Regions from separate parts of the Xenopus laevis genome. Here region 1 is linked to region 2. A link is a contact called in public Hi-C data. All regions are on one chromosome and are shown on one strand. The core of a region is the stretch at or near the end of the contact, and the rest is flanking DNA. Distances in the headings are between cores, read along the strand shown.

Region 1 (5,532 bases), core at 1,654-4,153, 47 kb after region 2:
GAATATGTAATTATATTTGAAGACATGGCCAATATCAGTAATCATAAAAACCCACAAAACAAGCCACTTCCCTCACAATCTCTTTTAACCCCCTGATTGTGGCTCTGATAAAGAACAAGCAAGGTGACTGTTTCAATCAAAGCCATAGGTTTTAGAGGAAAAAGTTGAAATGAGAACTGATTCTGGTTATAAGATCACAGAGGTTTTCTGTGCAGGCTAACAGTTCCAGGGGCAGAGATTTCAAATCAGAGACTGGAAAATTAGGATAATCTTTTAACTGCATTCGGGGGGGGGGGGGGGTGTATGAACATAATTTTCCCATGAACCCATGGTCTTTTTTATTAACATATTTAATTCATGGACGGACCTCATACACAGGCATACTTCATTGAATCTGCATACAAACACAATGGATTGCTCAACGGCAAAAATCACCTAACACAAACAGTAGACTGCTATGAACTCTTTAGCTTTATAAAAATGCATTTTTTGCCGGTTCTATGCTTTCTTACTATGTGGCAACATTTGCTAGCAACCTAATTCTGCACTAAGTGCCCATACCCAGGCGGAGTGGAGACCAATGCTGAATATTGCAGTCAGCTTTGGTTTCTGTTCCATGGGTACAGGCCCTCAGGGAAGCATGAGATCAATTAAGATGTTCATTGTTGTGCTGTGGAATGCATAGAACTGCACCAAAATCCATTTGAGAACTATTGTGGTTACACATTCTAAACTGACTAGGGGGTTGTTTTGCAAAAGTGGAGTAAACTGATGTTGGAGTAGCAAATATTATAGTTAAACTGAATTTAAAATAACGAGTACCTAAATTAAAAGAATCTAAAATTCACAAAATGATCACACACTAAGGGGGTTATTTACTAAACTCCAAATGCAAAAATCACGAAAAATTTGTGATTTTTTTCTTATAAAATCTGACTTTTAAAAAATCATGAATTTTTCGGGAATTTATTAAACCCCAAGGATGGAAAAGTCCGAATCTGAAAATCCGGCATCTCAGACCTGTCAAGGTTGCATATAAGTCAATGGGAAAAGTCCCATTGATTTTTTGATGTGCACTGGGTTTCTGGCAATACCCCGAAGTTTTCAGGTGAAAATTACGAAAAAATAGTGAAAATAGGATGAAAAAAGTCTGAAAATTTCATGAAAATCCGATTTTTTCCTGCAAAGCAAATTTTCGGGAAAATGTAATAATAAATAAGTGTAAAAAACCAGAGCAGATTTGATAGGTTTGTAGCAAAAAATACTGAGATAAATTCGGACTTTGATAATTAACCCCCTTAGCATTCTTACAACAAGGCTTTGGTTTGTTTATGCATTTGAGATGCAGGTTTGAGTGTAGCTAAAAGCATTAGCTAATTGATTTCATTATATTGTGTTCAGAGTGGCGTTTGTTTAGACAGAGCATACTGCATTTTCTTGCACCTGGTGCACGTTCAGAATAGAGGTCTGTATTTGGAACTGACAAAAAATGCACTAATGTGCAAAAAAAAAATAAAAACTGCAATATATGCATTTTTACACATTTTCAATGCTTTTAAAAAGCCCATATACTTATCCAGGTTGTATACACAGAGGTTTTACACACTTTGGAGTTAAATTGTCATTCCAGAATGTCAGAATTTCTCCATACAAATTGGGATTACAATTTACACCAACTGCCATTATCAGCAACATTTTTCTGGCATTATGAGATTCAGAAGAGGTTTACAACTTTTTGAGGAATAGAAAATATATAATTGTGAATTGTTATTTATGATTTTCTGGTGTAATCAAACATTTTACACAAAATGTGTGTTATTGGCCCTTTTGTGAATTCACCCCTAGGTCTGAATAAATGCATCCTGCAAGGGAACTCTAATTGCAATGATCAGTGCCATTCCCTCTCTTTTATCTTTTTATAGGAGATCCAGTTAAAGGGGTAATCTTGTTATTTTAACCTAGTTAAGATTTATTAAGTGTGAACAGTAAATTAATTAGGGGTGTCTAAGTCACAAGGATAGAAAACGACATATATGTGTCATATTCTTAAACTGGTACACACATTGTTTTATCCTCCCTATTTATTAAAGGTGAGTTTTTTTCCACCTCGAATAAACTCACAACTCGAACGTTTGCTTAATTATGAAAAAATCAAAATGTAAAAACTCGACTGAATGCAATCAGGGGGAAAAAACTCGAATACCTCGAGTTTTCGAACACAAATCAGTTGTAAAACATCCGAAAATCATGAAGGCAAAAAACATCTTCAAATGGTTAACGGGACCTCTGCCATTGACTTTTACATGAATTTGACAGGTTTTAGCTGGGGTATTTAGGATTCAAGCTTTCCATGGCCCTGCTTCTTCTCTATCCTGTTTATGAACTCCCCTAAAGTGCAAAAGGCTTCAGCTTAAAATTAGATGAGTACATTATAAATAAATTATATTCACGTATACATGTTTGTTACTATATCTCCAATCCCACTTTGTGAATGAATCATTTTGTTTTAAAATAAGAGATTATAATTAGGTGTCATGATGTCTGGTTTTCAAAAGTATGAGGAAATGCTTCTGAATTTGTTAAATATAGACTCATTTATACATAGAAGTGCAAGTTCAAAGCACTAAAAGGGACAAAAAATTTTTTTTCAATTAGTACAGGTAGCAAGGACACAAGGGAACACTGTAAATATCATCTGCCACTGGTGAAACTAAGGGTAGCAACAGAGGTGGCAGTTTAGGGCACAATGGGATGGTGGGTGCAACTTACAATGGGTGCAACTTACAATGGATTAGTGAGCTAGCAACTGACAGTTTGCAAAGTAAGCAACCATCAGCAGTGGGGTGTGTTTGTGCCTGAGAGACTGGCAAGGGTGCAGATAAGCAAGTGACTGGCGATGGTGGGGGGGTATGCTTGGCATGGCATGGCACTAGGCCTAAGGCACCAATACAATTTGGCCTGGCACTTACTGCCTGTTACTTCAAGGGTTTAGTCAAATGAATCAATAGTGGACGCCGCTATTATGGCCCCAGGAGTTCCAGGGACTACTTCCAATATAGATACACCCCTACTCTGATATCTATTTTTTGCATGGGCAGCTTAAGTCAGTAGGTGTATTACTGGCAACCATCTTTTGCTGTGCTCAATGCTCACTGACCAGCATCTTTCCATTTAGCCCTAGCTTTGAAAAATATGTATGGTAGGTTTCCTTAGGTATTTTTCCACCTTTGTGTGGTCCTTACTAGACTAGTCAGACGCAATCTCCATGTACATGCCATCCCACCTCCTCTGCCTAGGGCTCCCCCAGCAGGGCTATCTGATTCAATTATGCAGGTTGATTAACAAAGACAATGGAAGACACTGGGGCAATTACCATATCAATGGAGCTTATCAATACACACAAATAGGTAGCTAATTACCCCTTGAATCAGGAGCTGGGTGTAAGTAATGCATTTAAATCTGTGTATTTGGTGGGGGATAAACAGAACACTGAAGAGTGATACTGAGACCAGAAATGGGTTAACCCCGCAATCCATTTTATTTCATGTTGGCCATTGCCGCTAACAAGATTCTGTTAGTGAGATTAGTTGCAGAAAGGAATAGGAAGACTCTATGTATGGGCATGCAACCTGAAGCCAAATTTTTTTTTTTTTGGTCGATTATGGGCAGTCATAATGTGTATATGAACAGGTTTATTTTTATACCAGTCTGGCTAATGGGCATCTCTGAGTGCGCCTGGTCTTTTTTGTAGTCCTACACCAGTGGAGAAGCAGAATAAGTGAATAGGCAGGATATGGGCATATAGTACGCAGAGAAGTCTCTGCATACTACTGTGTATTACATGAGCTCTGCAGTACAACACACAGAAAATTGGAGTAACACGTGAGACATTAAACTGCAGAGAAATGTATAGACAGCATATCTAATTTTCAGGAGTGTTTTAGTCACCTAAAGGATATACGATACTAGAAGTACTAGTAGTATTAATAACTGTAATATTGTATTTTCTCACTTGCTAAAAAGTATCTGTCAGTACATTTGCTTCAGGCAGTAAATTCAACAACTTTACTCTTAATTTATTTTTTAGCCTTAACCATTTAACTTTCTTCTAATCAGAAGTGATTCCATTATGTTGAATATAAAGAGAGCCCCTTACAGTATATATTTATATATTAATCAAATGAAAATACACTAAGGGGGTGGGAGGTAAGATTACGTGCAGCATGCTCCATGGTGGGATACAAATTCTGGGGGGGGGGTCGCAGTCCCGCTGGCCCCCTGGTTCCAAGGCTTATAATTAAATCCCCCCTAAGGCTAATGGCACGCACATGTACTGTAGCTTTTCTCCTCTCTTGGAAAAATGACAACAGAGACATTGACTGTATCTGTATCCACACGGGGTGGATTTTGGGCTGGATTTTGGCAAAACTCCACTGCATAGATCAAGACAAGGCCATACCAGTGGTTTGCAAAGGGGTAAAAATACCCTTTCTTCCATAAATTTATACTCCTTATAGCATAGCACAAAACCTTGCTGCCCATTACTGCTGCTTATTGACATTGCAAACTACAGCTCATTCATTTTCCAGAAGTACCACTGGTCCTTCTACACTGAGATAATGAAGCACAGAGTGTTCTGTCACCCACACAAAATCACAAATGTGATGAATGGCCCCCTCATCCCATTCCAGCTCTGAAAAGTAAAGCGTTGGGGGGACCGCAACATTTTGGCTACTCCAAGGTGGCAGAGGACCCTGAAATGCCCTTATCCATTTGCCATTACCTTTATGGACTCAAATATGTAGATGCCACAATATGATCTAGATATACAGTAATTCTTTTAAAGATGGCCTTTCATACCTACACCCTCATTAGGTATTCCAAGTACCAAAACAACATCCCAGTACATTTTTCTCACTTCTCTATATTAACTTAATATCTGTATAACATTGAATTGCAATCTGGAATGAGCATAGACACCTTCTCTCATCTATTTTACCCTGTATTCTTGCATATTTGTTGGGGGGCCCCAGAGGTAAAGCTTTACTAATAGGCCAGAATCACAAATATGAAAAACCAGATTTTCAGCTGATGTGATTTCCCATCTGTCTGGCAAGTCTAAATCTGAATGAACCTGATCACACAGGAATCAGAAAGGTGATCAGTTTGTGCAGCAGCCAGTTTTTACCTATACATTTGACAAAGGGCTATGTAGGGCTCAAAATGTATAGTGTGACAATAAATACATTAGATCTGCTGTTTTAGCCTCTTTGTTCCCTAATATTTTAAATGTTTATCCATGTACTGACACCTTTATGCCAATGTCCCATGAGGAGTCTCTTAACTTGACTTGTCTCTTAACTGACCATCCCTCTAAGGATCTCAAAAATCCAAGTACAAGTACTTATCAGGCAATTCACATGTGTTTTGATTTATTGGGCGCTTTTTCCTCTATGCTACTGCTTGATGTGTCTTTCTGTACTGAATAGAACATCTTCTTATGCCCTGGCCTCAAAATTGAAAACAGGTAAT
Region 2 (5,383 bases), core at 1,880-4,379:
GACCAATGCCCGACCCCCGCTGACCCGAGAGCCGGCCTGCACCCACCACCCCACTATACCCTCCTACCCACACCCACTACCCGTGGGGTGGAAATGGTGTCATTACGGAAGCGGATCATCCTGATAGGGGGAAAAAATAGCCATATATTCGGGGGGCCAGGGAATCAGGGACCTTCTGCCCGAAACCCAACCACTTGCAGATTCCATGGGTACTCGACCCAATGCAGCACATATAAAGACACAGCCAATAACATTCACTCATCTAAATTCATGAGTAATTGTAACGTTTCACTCTTGCCTTACTTAGATTCATTCAGTTTGATGCTTTAAAGGCCCTAAGGAGCCAATTATAAGGTTGAATAGGATGAAAAAGTGACAACATGTGTAATCATACAGAAGTTATACTATTAAATCACTAGGAGCTCACCTGATTGTAAGTGCTATTGTTACGTCGGTTGAAGTGGTCCAAAGGTTGGACAATAAAGGATTCAACTGAAGGCGTGTTGGGGAAGGCCCCTTTTGGCATCCACCGATTAGTGTAGAAGGATTTGAAGTTTTCTGTTTCCTTTAGTTGGTGCAATTTATTCCTAATCTGTCGCCCATTCCATGCTTTGGGGATAAAATAGAGAGTGCAAATGAAATTTATGAATTATACTAGGCAATGGTCAAACTGTATATTTATTAACAATAGAAGTGTCACCATTTCACTACTATAAAAGGACCACAACTCCCAGAATCCTCTGACAAAGCTGGTTATCGAAAGGATGCAAAGAGTATAATTTCAGAGCTGACTGCGGGCTGGATATCCCTTTCTTAAATCCTTACAGAAGTCCAATATACTGCAGCACACTGCACATTGTATAATTTTCAAAAGTGTATTTTATTGGCTCAAAACAGGTGAGCAGACAATATGTAGCAACGTTTCGGGTCTCACAGGACCCTTTCTCAAGTGGCTGTATATTATTCTATATAATTATCTCTTCATAGCATTTCCCACACTGGTATGTGATAGGTTCCTTAAACTATAAGCTCCACTATGGTAGGGACTGTTGTTAATTATGTATAATCTCTAAGCTCCACTATGGTAGGGACTGTTGTTAATTATGTATAATCTCTGTAAAGCTTTGTGGAGTATGTTAGCACAATATAAAATGATGATGATCTGACAAAGCCTTTTATTGTACTGCAAAATTAATGAAAACATAGTGAATCTGGTGCTATTTGCATAACATGGGGGAAACTATATTTTTGCAAAGGAAAGGTAATTAAACAATGGCGTAACTACCATGTAGCAATCCTTGTGGCTGCAGGAGGGTTCGGGATACAGAGGGACAAGGTCTGCTCTATGGATGGTTGTCCCCCACACCAGTGAAAAGAAATTTACAGCTCACCAGCCATCTGCTTAAAGGAGAACTAAAGCTTACTAAAGAAGTAGGCCAGAAATGCTGTACATTATGTTTTGGGCTTCTGTACGAACCCAAGGCAACCACAGCCCTTTAGCAGTGAAGAACTGTGTCTCCAAAGATGCCCCAGTAGCTGCCCATTTTCTTTTCCGCTGATTCACTGCACATGCTCTGTGTTGCTGTTACTTACTGAACTAAGGGGCCCACTCACAATATACAGTACACATGGATTATAAATGTCACAATATAAGGCTGATAAGTAGTTAATTCATGGCAGCACAGAAACCAGTGCAATTAGCATCAGAATTCAATAATCAGCCCAGATGCATCAGCTTATATTACAGACTAACCTAATTTTCTGCTAGATATTTCGCAGAGACTTTCCGAGATGGTGACCCCCTGTGAAAAGTTTGAAGTCCTGGATCATTGCTGCTATTGAGAAGCTGAAACTTAAGGCTGGTGCAATAGGTTCAGTATATAAATTATGGCATTTTTATCCATATTTGTTTCTAGGGTTTAAGTTACTTGCAGCAGGTGAGAGGCCTACCAGGGGTTGAGGTGGGGGGAGGGCCCTAAGTGCATGTGCTGGCCCCTCCTGAAGATGTTATTCTTTTTTTGTGAGCAGGCCTAGTAGCTCATAGTTAGTGTAATTCCAGGCAACTTTTCATGCATTTTCATTAAAAAGTGAGCAGTTTTAAAAGTATTTTTTAAATGAAATCACAGTTGAAAGCAGTTTGTTCAGCTGGCTTCTGCTACACTGTCAAGACGAGCAGTGCAGATAATAGAACTGGAAACACAAATACCTAAATCTTGTTTTGTGTGTTAGAAAGTTGCATTACATTTACTTTCATTATGCAGCAAAATAAATAGGCAAGTGAGCTGTAGAGTCGAAACTCTTGCTTAGTATCACGCTACACATTTCCCTTTGCAAGGGCTTGCCCTGAAGCCGTGTGAAACTGAACTAATTTGACACACACTCTACAGGAGAAAAAGAATCCTTTACTGTTCTAACACGCTACAGCACGCGTACTGTTGTTTAATAAATGTGTATAGCACGTTAATGGCCATACACTTGACTTATGCAAGAGAAGTGTGTTCCCCTTAACACTTGGTGTGCCAAATTTCAGGAGTATTGCAATGGAAGCCTGACATTTAACAAGCCTGACATTTGGTACTACCGGGATGTAATTTCTGTGACTGTCCAGCTGTTTTTTACTGTGGATCTTAGCATTACATGTAGAGGCTTTCAGTTTGCTGAGAATTGTAGTTGGAGAGACACGTAGGAGTTCGATTTCTCCACCTTTCTATGGTGCTGCCCTGTGCTAAAATGATCTTTATGAAATTTCCTGTGTAAGCAGTGTAAAAACATTCACTTTCCTGTTCTATTCCTGTCCGCTTGTCAGAGAGTGAACTATCTGATCAGATCACCAAGAATCATTGGTGTTTTCTATTACTAAGATAGTTACTGATGTATATCGCTCAGCAACATTCAGTACAGGACACTTTATATTAGTCTCATACTAAAACACTGTTTAATCCGCCATGAATGCAACACATGTATATTCTAAATGTACTTACCCCCCTCAGTTCCCCCCAGAAGGGGCAGCAGGAGCAAGGAGAGCTGCAGCCACAAACCAGCCATTGCACTGCAGTTTCTCAGAACCGAAACGGAAAACAAGCAATTCTCCTTTCAGCTCAGAACTGCATGGGGAAGCATGAGCTATCACATGACTGCTGGGCTAGAGAATCACATGGCATTAGTAACTTCTGATTGGCTCTCTAGCCTGCTTGGCTCAGCTTTTATCTCTTACAAGTAAGCTGCTGTCCCGTGACTAAGCAATCAACGCGGTCGCTAGGCTGACAGGTCCCTGGAAATGGAAGCACAGCCAAAATAAGATGTACTAGGAAACGTAGTGTGCAATTATTTGAATTCAAATGTAATAATACAATCTTTTGTATGTAGGTTTTAATCTAGCATTTGAATTTTTTATTTGTATATGTAGCAATTTGCCGTGTGCTAACCAAAATATTATTATGACAGTCCATGAAAGCACTCACAACAGCTGCCATAAAGCGTATATTAGCAAGTCTTTATTTGTGCATGGTGTATCAACGCGTTTCGGCTCACCTGGACGACAGCTCCAGGTGAGCCGAAACGTGTTGATACACCATGCACAAATAAAGACTTGCTAAAAAAAAAGCTTCATGGCGGCTGCTGTGAGTGCTTTCATGGACTGTCACGTATATATATTTGTATATTGCGACATTTTTGTAACAAACTACATTAGAGTCTAGAGGGCGAAGTGACTAACGCTGGCATCGTCAGCGTTAGCGGTTTCAGGGACTTCACCGATTTACTAACGGGCGCAGGCGTCACTTCACTAGCGAAGGAGAAAGACGCTAGCGGTGATTCACACTCTATTGTCAGGCGTATTTTCGCTCTGGCGAATGGACGTTACTTCGCAAATTCACTAAGATGCGGATTTTACTGAACTGACTTGCCTTCGCCAGCTCAGACCAGGCGAAGTGCAATGGAATGCATAGATCTTCCTCATTCTTCTGTTACTTACATCATATTTTTTAGTGGAAAAAGTTCCAGACGAAGTGCAATTGAATGATAGGGCTTCTTCAATTTTTAGTTGAAAATTTTTCTAAGTCCAAAAAACGCTGGCGTCTTTTCCTTTTTTCAGAGTGATAGCCTGCAAAAGTCCTTACATTTTTTTTGGGGTAACCAGGTTCCCCTATACATTTTCTAACATATGGAACATAAACTATATAGTGAGCCTATGTGTAGGGCATTATAACAACTCTATTTTATTTATTAAGGTTCCCTGGACTTGTGTAATGTAATGTATTTGCTGCAACATATACGTCCATTCTACTTTAAATTTCCCACCGTATCCAAATTAGCCTGATCGAAGACCTCTAACGAAGTTGCATTAGGTAGAATTGAACGCAAGCGCATCTTTGCTTTGAGTTGCTTGCATTGCCGCCCTGGACATAACTTTGCATTTTAGTAAAATATCGTTGTCTGAGCGAATTTTGAGATGGCTGCGAAGCTGTCGCTGGCGAATTTTGTTTACTTAGTATGTACCCCTATGGGCGCTTTGTTTTTTTGTTGAATTGCATTGGAGTCAATGGGAAGGCAAAATCACATGCATTTTTCACTCAGTATACTACTATGCATGGCCTACATTGTTAGAGTAGCTCCTATTCGCTAAGCTACAACTGCTTTTTCAATAGAAAAAAAGGCTCCCATGATTTTTGACATCACCTTTGGTCGCCTGGTAAATATGGCTGAGCGAATCTTTTTGGGGAGTTTCACCATGCAAATGACGCCCATAGACTTTAATTGGAGAAAAAAAATATTGCGCGTCAAAAAAAATGATGTGCGTCAAAAAAAATCATCACGCATCCAAAAAGATATGTCGCCCATAGAATGCATTTCGGCAAATTTTTTGCCGAATCGAAACGGGTCAAATTTGCCCATCCCAGTGGTATGTTTCAATGTTTAAGCAAAAAGTACCATCAATAGTTTATATATTACTAATAGCTTATAAACACAGACACAACTATATATATTACTAATAGCTTATAAACACAGGCACAACTAATATTAAATATGACAACCAACAGATAATATCTGGGTGCTTTGTATCCCACATTAAAATGAATGAACCATATATTTACGTGCATGTCCTTATATAGACAGTAAGACAGCTCAGATCTCATTGTGGAAAAAGAGGAGAAGGATAGAATGATGTGTGTTTGTTGCGCCTTTTTTTTTTTTTGTCAAGCAAAACTAAATGAGTCGCATGGTGAATTTTTGATGTGGGGTCGCGAAAAGCTGATGTTCTCAGCAAATCTGTAAATGTGAAATTATTTTGTTCATCACTACTGGCGGCAAATTTCTACTTGATTTAAAGGGATTGTTCACCTTTGAAATAACTTTTAGTATGATGTGCAGTTATATTCTGAGA

Evidence for each region. Hi-C and Micro-C count contacts between places; a contact is called where the count stands out from the background.
Region 1: a contact with region 2 is called in a Hi-C map of animal cap, with 5 times the contacts expected there. The contact joins the enhancer-like site here to the promoter of prss16.L in region 2. A contact is called at or near these places in 3 of 4 Hi-C or Micro-C datasets (the XL177 cell line, the XTC cell line and animal cap).

Annotation. Positions count from the first base shown.
Region 1 is chr8L:70,935,033-70,940,564 of Xenopus_laevis_v10.1, forward strand. All of the region lies in intron 1 of LOC121397064 (a long non-coding RNA gene), which reads left to right. Among protein-coding and RNA genes, the nearest start is that of selenow1.L, 16 kb to the right of the region's middle. Within about 2 kb of position 2,904, at least 1 of the 7 cell types and tissues checked has an H3K27ac peak or open chromatin away from gene starts, as enhancers often do.
Region 2 is chr8L:70,887,649-70,893,031 of Xenopus_laevis_v10.1, forward strand. prss16.L (serine protease 16 L homeolog) reads right to left here and starts at 3,130. Exons shown (of 12, transcript NM_001095749.1): 1 at 2,982-3,130; 2 at 428-609. The coding sequence starts at 3,045.